2 separate regions of the Capra hircus genome follow, and region 2 is linked to region 1. Evidence: chromatin contacts called from public Hi-C data. All regions are on one chromosome and are shown on one strand. The core of a region is the stretch at or near the end of the contact, and the rest is flanking DNA. Distances in the headings are between cores, read along the strand shown. Region 1 holds the start of DNAJC1 (dnaJ homolog subfamily C member 1). Region 2 overlaps ARMC3 (armadillo repeat-containing protein 3).

Region 1 (4,602 bases), core at 528-3,027:
AAAATAATGAATACAGACAACACGAAATTGTTTGCATGTAAGAATTTTAAGTGTGCAATGTTTAAATTACTTCATAACTCTTACAAAATTGAAACTCGTTAAAGTCATGGTGCCGCAGCAACAGCATTTTTATATTCATTTATATTTAATTGAAAAGTAAATTTCCATTTGGTGTTAAGCTGAACAGTTCACACACATTTATGATAACCTGTTGGGGCGAAATGTACATTTGACCTCTGGTCACGGCAAGTGTGCCCTGAATAACAGTTGTGGGTAAACATTAAAACCTTTTTGCCCCCTTACTATTCAAAGCATTTTTATGAAGGGCTCAATCAGAAGGTCTCAAATTCTTTCACCGCATAATCGTTAAACCAGTGAAATGGCATCCTCTCAGTAAGAGTCATTCAGCACTCCCAGAGTGAAAGCAATCAGAAAAAAAAAAAAAGGACAAGTTCAAGTCGAGCTGAAGAAGGAAAGGAAACGAAAAGAAAAAGAAAACGATCCTGTGCTACTGGCTGAGCTCCTCTTCCTGGAGCACCCCAAGTGTCTCTACTGCCCCAGCACTTGACGGCTCCTTCTCCGACTTCCCGAACAACACGGTAGAGGCTTCAAGCTCCTGCAGATTTCTAAACGGGGCTACGAATGCCTAATCCAACAGGCTACACACATTACAAAGTACAGTGCGAGAAAAACTTCTGCAACCCAGACGCCAACTAAAAGGCATTCCTACCTTTCCGGAAAGACAGGAAAGGAGGCTCTTAAAAGGATAAGGGTAACTGGGAAGGTGAAAATCTACAGGGAGACACGACTACCTTTCCACAATCAGAGAGGCAGGAAGAGAAGGGGTTTAAGAGTCAAAGATCTACCCCCACCACTCCTCCTTCCTGCAGCACAGCAGGGTGCAAGGATCTCCCCCAGAATGGCAGAGGAAAGAGAAGGGATCCTCACCCCAGGCTGGTGGCACCGTCCAGCCTGTCACGGAGACCGGAACTTGAGAAGGGAACCCGGGCGGTGAGGGACTGGGGAAGGCAGGCCGTTCCCTCTGAGGCAGGTTAGAAGACCGTGGTCAATCGGACAGAGGACGGCAGCCGAGCCCAGGACGACCAAATCTTGCCCCGCGAGCCCGGCTCCGAGAAAACCTGGTCAGAGCCCGCCCCACCCCCTCCTTTCCGCCCCGACCTGCACGTTTCTGCCCGGGAGATGCAGCCTTCGAGCGAGCGGGCGGCCCCACTTACCTGCTGCACCCCGAGGAACTGGTAGAAGTTGAGCTGCACCTCCTCCACCAAGTCAAATAACTCCAGGTCTCCGCTCTCCCAGCCGTGCGCCGGCCCCGCGGCCGCCAGCAGCAGCAGCAGCAGCAGCGGCGGCGGGAACGGCACGAGTCCCGGCCGGCGGCGCGGAGGAACCCGGGCCAGCCGGGAGCAGGGCGCTGTCATCGCGCCGGGCTCGGAGAGGTCAGCCGCCGCGCAGAGCCGTCGGCCGAGACCCGGGGACGTGGCGGGCAGAGCAGACTGTGGGAACACTGCTTGTCAGTCAGAAGCACGGGCAGCCGCCCCGGAGTCTCCCGCCCAGCGCCCGGTCCTGGACAGAAGGCAGGGGCGGCGGAAGACGGCGGACGCTTCGTCCAGTGAGAGCGCAGACGGAGCCGCGGGCGGCCCTACCCCCGCGGACCCTCACCCTTTACCCAGGCCTACAAACAGCTGGCGAGCCAGCGCCGGGCGTTTAGGTAGCTCGGCGAAAGGGGGAGAGGCTTCCCCTCGCCTCAGCCTATCCCAGGCCTCGTTTCCGGTGACATCACGTCTCCTAGCAACCGCGGGAGAGGAGGCGGGGCCGGAAGTAGGGTAGCCGGAGCCCCAGACCTGGGCCTCAGCAAACCGCTTCTCTCCGCGGAGCCATACGGCTATTGGCACAGATTAAGGGACGTGAACAGTTACAGACATCGCGCATCTATCTGGAACGTCCCACGCATCCGTGAAACAGCTACCTTCTTATCCTCCCCCGGATATTGAAAACTAAAAGCATATTTGAAAACTGAATTTTTGATTACAGCCTCTGTTTCATACATTTCATTATTCCATCCCCCAAAATACAGGAGGAATTGAACCCAGGGCTTGAAAGGGGCAAATCTAGTGAGGAGTCTGAAGTTTCCTTTTAAGAGAGGTGAAGAAGAGATAAAATTTGAACCAAGACAAAAAGTATGCTTCTGATAATGAAATAATATTTACAGGCATAATACTACAAAATAGACAACCAGGTAGAAAGTAATAAGCATGACAGACATTCAAAATCTTAAGGGTAAGTGAAGCTTATCGACGTTAGCCCATTTACAGTTGGTGCTCTTTACCCAGTTGACGTCTGTTATTAAAGACATTTAAGCTAAAAACCTTCTCTCTTTCCCACCGATGTCTCATTTCCTATTCTTTTTATCCCCTCACCACTATTGCTTTCTTTTGTGTGAAGCTTATTTTCTTCTTAGCTTTCTCACATTTCTCCTCCCTGACTCCCTACTCTTGCTGAGGAAGTAGAAGGGAACAAATAAATCCTTGAATAACTCAGGGTGCTTTAGCAGTTTTGAGAGTTTGATCTCCTTTTTCTCATTTTGGATCCCACCAGTTGAATTAAGCTCAATAGGATAATAATAAAACTTTCATAGTAAAAAGTGTTGTGTTTGACAGAGGTTAGAAGAACAGTATCCAGGAGGTAAATCTTACTTAAATCCTTTTATTACTGTAGAGTTTAAAAAATATTTTTAAATAGTTATGAATGCTTAAAAATAATACAATATAATGCTTGAATTAATCCTATTTTAAATTCATAGTGAGGCTTAACTTTCAAAGATACAAGAACAGGGGTATCTTAGTACTCAAGGGCTGCTCAAACCCTCTTCAAAGGCTGCTCAATATACCACAAACTGGATGTCAGCATGGTCAAGTTCTGGTGAGAACCCTCTTCCAGGTTTCAGAGGACTTCTTTCTTATACCTTCACATGGTGGCAGTGTGGGGGAGGGGGACAGAGATCTAGTGTTTCCTCTTATGCAGAAAGCGAAGAACTAGAGAGCCTCTTGATGAAAGTGAAAGAAGAGAGTGAAAAAGTTGGCTTAAACCTCAACATTCAAAAAACGAAGATCATGGCATGCAGTCCCATCACTTCATGACAAATAGATGGGGAAACAATGGAAACAGTGAGAGATTTATTTTCTTGGGCTCCAGAATCACTGCAGATGGTGACTGCAGCCATGAAATTAAAAGTCGCTTGCTCCTTGAAAGAAAAGCTATGACCAACCTAGACAGTCTATTAAAAAGCAGAAACATTACTTTGCCAACAAAGGTCTGTCTAGTCAAAGCTATGGTTTTTCCAGTAGTCATATGTGAGAGTTGGACTATAAAGAAACCTGAGCGCTGAAGAACTGATGCTTTTGGACTGTGGTGTTGGAGAAGACTCTTGAGAGTCCCTTGGACTGCAAGGAGATCCAACCAATCCATCCTAAAGGAAATCAGTCCTGAATATTCATTAGAAGGACTTATGCTGAAGCTGAAATTCCAATACTTTGGCCACCTGATGCAAAGAACCGACTCATCAGAAAAGACCCTGATTGTGGGAAAGACTGAAGGCAGGAGGAGAAGGGGATGACAGAGGATGAGATGGTTGGATGGCATCACTGACTCGATGGACATGAGTTTGAGCAAGCTTCAGGAGTTGGTGATGGTCAGGGAGGTCTGACGTGCTGCAGTCCATGGGGTCACAAAGAGTCGGACATGACTGAGTGACTGAACTGAACTGTACCCCACAACTTGGGCTCCACCATCATGACGTCAGCTAAACCTAATTACCTCCCAAAGATTGCACCTCAAATACCATCATATAGGGAATTAGGACATCAACATAGGAATTCGGGTAGGACACAAACATTCAGTCCATAGCAAGGGATATCACCTTTTCTGTTTCTCCCCAGGACTGAGCACAATACATAACATATGCTAGCATTCAATTAGGAGAAGGCAATGGCACCCCACTCTAGTAGTACTCTTGCCTGGAAAATCCCATGGACAGTGGAGCCTGGTAGGCTGCAGTCCATGGGGTCGCGAAGAGTCAGACACGACTAAGCAACTTCACTTTCACTTTTCACTTTCAGGCCTTGGAGAAGGAAATGGCATCCCACTCCAATGTTCTTGCCTGGAGAATCCCAGAGATGGGAGCCTGGTGGGCTGCCGTCTCTGGGGTCGCACAGAGTCGGACACGACTGAAGTGACTTAGCAGCAGCAGCATTCAATTAGTTGAACTGAATCCTATGAATGCCTCCCCACGTTCATTTCTCCCCGTACAGTTTTTTAGTTTGATTTTTGATAGATCGGTTTTCTTAACGTGAAAGGCAACTTTACTAAGTCTCTAAAGTTATCTTACTGTTTATTCAATGAGTAAAATGAAAAAATGAGAGCAATAATCTTAGCACTACTTTTACGTAATATCCCAACATTCATCTTTTCTCCTAATTTGACCATTAAATTAAGTGCAATATAACATTTGCAACTGATGCTATATTGCCACTGATATTTTAGCAATCTGATGGTTCCCTCCTGAGCTCTATTCTTATGTTGTCCAAG
Region 2 (4,602 bases), core at 1,313-3,812, 850 kb after region 1:
AAGCTCATAATTTTTCTTTCTCTGCCTCCAGCTCACTATCTCCCTGAGTTTGAGCTTCTCCAAATCTTCCCACCAAAATGTTTCCCTCTGCCTTCTTGGTCTCTTTAGATTCCACCAGACTGAAGGCACCTTTGGAGAAGTGAGTTTCCATCCCCCCCCTCTCCTTCCTCCCTCCTTCCACCTTTCTCCCAGGTTTCTTTCCCTGTTATCACTTCACTTCCTCCTCACCCTTGTTTTCTATTTATACGAGAATAAGAAAAAGAAAAAAAAAGTATTCAAAGGTTAGTAAAAAATTCCCAGAATGCTGCGAATCAAAATGGTCTCCCTTATTTCTCATTTCCTAAGGAATGATGAAGTAAACCAAATAGATGCTGGCTTTTTTTTCCCCCCTTGAAAGTACAATATTTTTCAAAGCTTAAGATATTAATAATTGCAAAAAAAAGGTAGTGAACTAAAAGTCAGATCACCATGGTTTTAATTTTGTCTCTGTTGATTGACTTGCTCCCTGAGCAATTCTCTCACTAAATTTTAATCTTTCTTTTTTTTTTTTTTTTAGTTTTTTATTTTTTTAATTTTAAAATCTTCAATTCTTACATGCGTTCCCAAACATGAACCCCCCTCCCACCTCCCTCCCCATAACATCTCTCTGGGTCATCCCCATGCACCAGCCCCAAGCATGCTGTATCCTGCGTCAGACATAGACTGGCGATTCAATTCTTACATGATAGTATACATGTTAGAATGTCATTCTCCCAAATCATCCCACCCTCTCCCTCTCCCTCTCCCTCTGAGTCCAAAAGTCCGTTATACACATCTGTGTCTTTTTTCCTGTCTTGCATACAGGGTCGTCATTGCCATCTAATCTTTCTTAACTATAAAACAAAAACAAAATAAAAATGGAATCTGAATTCTATTTTGCACATCCAAGTGATTACCCTTGATCCAGGGAGCCTGGAACACAAATTTCCACTAGGAATAGATGGGATCACTCTTTACCTCTTTTATCATTTTATCCCAAAGGCTAAGGAAGTTCTTATCTGTGAATTTTGGTTTCTTGTGTAAATTATTTCACTTTTACTTGGGTGTTCTTTGTGTGCCAGGCACTGCTCTAGGCCCTAGGGGTTCAGTAGGGAACATGACAATGGTTCCATGAAACTGTTTTCATGAAGCTTACAGGTTGGACAGGAAGACAGACAACACATGAGTAATTGTAAGGTAATTTCAGAGGCGGTAACAGTATGGATTAAATAAAACAGCATGATATCATAGAGAGGGGCATGCATGACAACAGGGTTGTGGAAGGAGTCACAGGAATGACACAGCTCATCAAAGAGGGTCTCTCCGAAGAAGCAACATTAGAGCTGATGAGCTGAGGGTAGTCCTGGCAATGGCCAGTGGTGTTTTGTTTTGTTTTTTAATGTGCAGTCACTCTAGAGATTTCAGCATCCTTATTATTTAGTTAAGAAAATAAAAAACGTGGTATCTCTAATTACTTTGGGATTGTGGCCCCTGTCACATCCAGATATGTAAACAGACTGACTTCCAGGCTAAACAGAAACATTTGGTAGCTGCAGAAGCCACTTATTATGAATGTTCTAACACCTTGACCGTTATTCCTATTTTATCAGGAGACAAGTCAGCCATGTTAAATGAAGACAGTTGTTCTTTCCTGATGGCATCTAGTTTATTATTGGCAGGCATTGCAGCTTTTTGAGACAGAAGGTGGCATGTATGGAAGTGAGGTATCCTGATTGAACAGACAGGTCAATAAAGATTCCATGTCACTTGTAAGAAAATTACGTTTGATTTCCCTGCACCTTGACTGACTGCCTCATAATTGGTAAAAAAAAAAAAAAAAAAAAACCTGCGTGTTCTCTGTGGAGGGGCTGGATTAGGGTGTACTCGACTCCTTTTGAGTAGCAGTTTTCTCTTGAAAAATCGTGATGTTGCAGCAACTGTAGTTAAAAGCATGCCCTGGAAGCCCCCAAATCATACTTGCTAGGGCACCTCAGTATGATGGAAACAATTTGATTTCACATACTTAAAAAATTTTATTTTGCATTTTTTCCCCCTTATTTTGCTATAGGACGCAAAGCTTCCTCCGTTTGTTTTTTATGGCTGGGTTTCAGTTTAATAATAATGTTACTTTACATTCTTTAAGATTTTTGCCTGCAGTTTAATCATGATTCTGTCCCTTACTACAGGATAAACGTCTTTAAATATTTCTTTGAAAAGAGACAATCTCTTGGCTACTTTTGTCAATTCTGGGGTTCAGCCAGAGTTGGGGGACACATTTCTTTGTCTTCTGCAGCTGTGGGGCTGCCTCGGAATGACGGCTGTTTGGGACTCAGAAATCGATCAATTTAACGAACACCCTCGACTTCTCAGGTCATTACCTTTGAAAAGCTGGCTGGAATGAGAGTCAGGAATCCTGTTCACAGCATTCCAAATCTGGCTCTGATAACCAGGAGATCTGTTTATTTTAGTGGCCCGCGCCCCACCCGCCTCGCACCTGTATAGACTCGCGGGAACCCGCAATTAAACTCGCCAGCCCCCAGCCATTGGGGCACATGCACCTCCCCGCCCCGCTCGCAGCGTGCCTGCCACCAATATGTCTTGCTTTGGTGTGACAAACCTCACGGAGACATATGAAAAGCCGTGCTGGTGGGAATGGTTGTAATCACTGTTAACAAACAAGGTTCTGATTGCCAATATTACCATCTGTTCCATCGGGTTCCACATATTCCCCGGTATGTGGGCTCTGTTAAACAGATTTTCCGTGCGGCCCAAGGTCACCCTTGATTCATGTAACCAGCCTTTGCAGATGGGTTAAATGTGAGCCTCCCGACAGCAGCAAGAATCAACATCCGAGAGGTACCAAATCATGTCCTCCGATGACAGAGCCCAAATAAACAGTCCACCCTGTCGGCAAAGACAGAATATCCACATCCCTTGATACCTGAAAGGAGTAGATCCCAAAGACACTGTGTCAAGCGCAAGATTCTATTACACTTCCTATAAAAATGACTTCACTGTATAATTAGAGAAGCCCAGGGGTGAGGAGGAAATAACCTGCTTTCAAGAGGAGCTGTTTAAGTGATACTAGTGGAGATCCCCATACTACTGAGTCCTCTCCCTTCTTGTGAACTTAAAACTGAGCTGAGTACTTTTCCCTCTGTGTTTCTCAACACCTGCAAGAGGTTCTCATCACTCCCCTTGAGGTGATTCAAGTCAATTAAAATATATTGATCTTCTCAGCACTGAGGATATAAAAAGACTCGCAGCCTGGCTGAGAAGTAGATACCAGGCAGACACAGAGGCAGGGTGATTAATAAGGAGGGGCAGTAATGGATGTGGATAACTTCACCCAGGAAAGGGCAAGTGAGCTGGTTTTGCAGGTTGAGCTAGTGGTCCTCAGGCAGAGGTGTGGGAGAAATAGGGCAGGGCATCTGGGGCAAAGCGAGCATGAGTGCAAAGGCACACAGACGTGAAACAGCGTAGTAAATACAAGGAGGCATAAAATAGATGCTGTCTGTGCAAATGCATTTCTCCTTAGTATTCTTAGCGCCCTGCTGTAAGTGCTTTTTCACTGTCGGGCTTGGGGACTTAATACAAAAAAAAAAACTTTGTGTTGAATTCCTTTCCATAACATATGCCGTGAAATAATATTTTGAGATGGTTACTATTCTCTGACTGTGAACGTTTGTACCCAAATCTCGTTTTTTTTTAAACAAAAAGAAACGTTTATGTTTAGCAAATGCATGCTCTGAACTTACGTGAAAAAGAAGATCTAGTTTGCTGCTACTAAGCCGCTTCAGTCATGTCCGACTCTGTGCAACCTCACCGACGGAAGCCCACCAGGCTCCCCCGTCCCGGAGATTCTCCAGGCAAGAACACTGGAGTGGGTTGCCATTTCCTTCTCCAATGCATGAAAGTGAAAAGTGAAAGTGAAGCCACTCAGTTGTGTCCGACTCTTAGCCACCCCATGGACTGCAGCCTACCAGGCTCCTCCCATGGGATTTTCCAGGCAAGAGTACTGGAGTGGGTTGCCATTGCCTTCTCCAAGACCTAGTTTGGGGGTCAAGAAATGCTTCCTTGAGGAGGAGATGTTAGTGTTGAACTTTGAAAGAGGAATGGGAATTATTGGGGGAAGAAATGTCCAGGCAGGGGGACCAGAGTGTGAGGACACCCTGAGGTGACAAGGAGCCTGGCAAGGTTGCCAGAAAGGCCTGGCTGGGATGAAGCAACAGGGAGAGGTGGCAGGGGAGCGTGGGGGTGAAGGAGAACAGGGTCAACTCATGCTTAACCTCAGAGGACACATGAAATCTGGGGCTTTATCCTGAGCAATGGGCAATGGTGGAAGCTTTAAGTAGAGGAGAAATATGATTATATTATTTAAAAAGTAACTTTACTTCACTCTGTTTTGACAGACTCCAGGTCCACCCAAATCTCTTCAAATGACCCAATTTCATTCCCTTTTATGGCTAAGAAAGAGAAAAACAGATACCTATATATTAACACATGTATGCAGAATTTAGGAAAATGGTACAAATGAACCTGGTTCCAGGGCCCGAATAGAGATGCAGACATAGAGAACAGGTG

What was found. A called contact is a pair of places that touch in the nucleus more often than the background predicts.
Region 2: a contact with region 1 is called in a Hi-C map of blood, with 4 times the contacts expected there. The contact joins the enhancer-like site here to the promoter of DNAJC1 in region 1. A contact is called at or near these places in 2 of 5 Hi-C or Micro-C datasets (blood and liver).

The regions. Positions count from the first base shown.
Region 1 is chr13:22,556,000-22,560,601 of ARS1.2, forward strand. It overlaps DNAJC1 (dnaJ homolog subfamily C member 1), which reads right to left and starts at 1,778. Exons shown (of 12, transcript XM_018057082.1): 1 at 1,236-1,778. The coding sequence starts at 1,436.
Region 2 is chr13:23,406,244-23,410,845 of ARS1.2, forward strand. All of the region lies in intron 9 of ARMC3 (armadillo repeat-containing protein 3), which reads left to right. Among named protein-coding and RNA genes, the nearest start is that of ARMC3, 49 kb to the left of the region's middle. Within about 2 kb of position 2,563, at least 1 of the 5 cell types and tissues checked has an H3K27ac peak or open chromatin away from gene starts, as enhancers often do.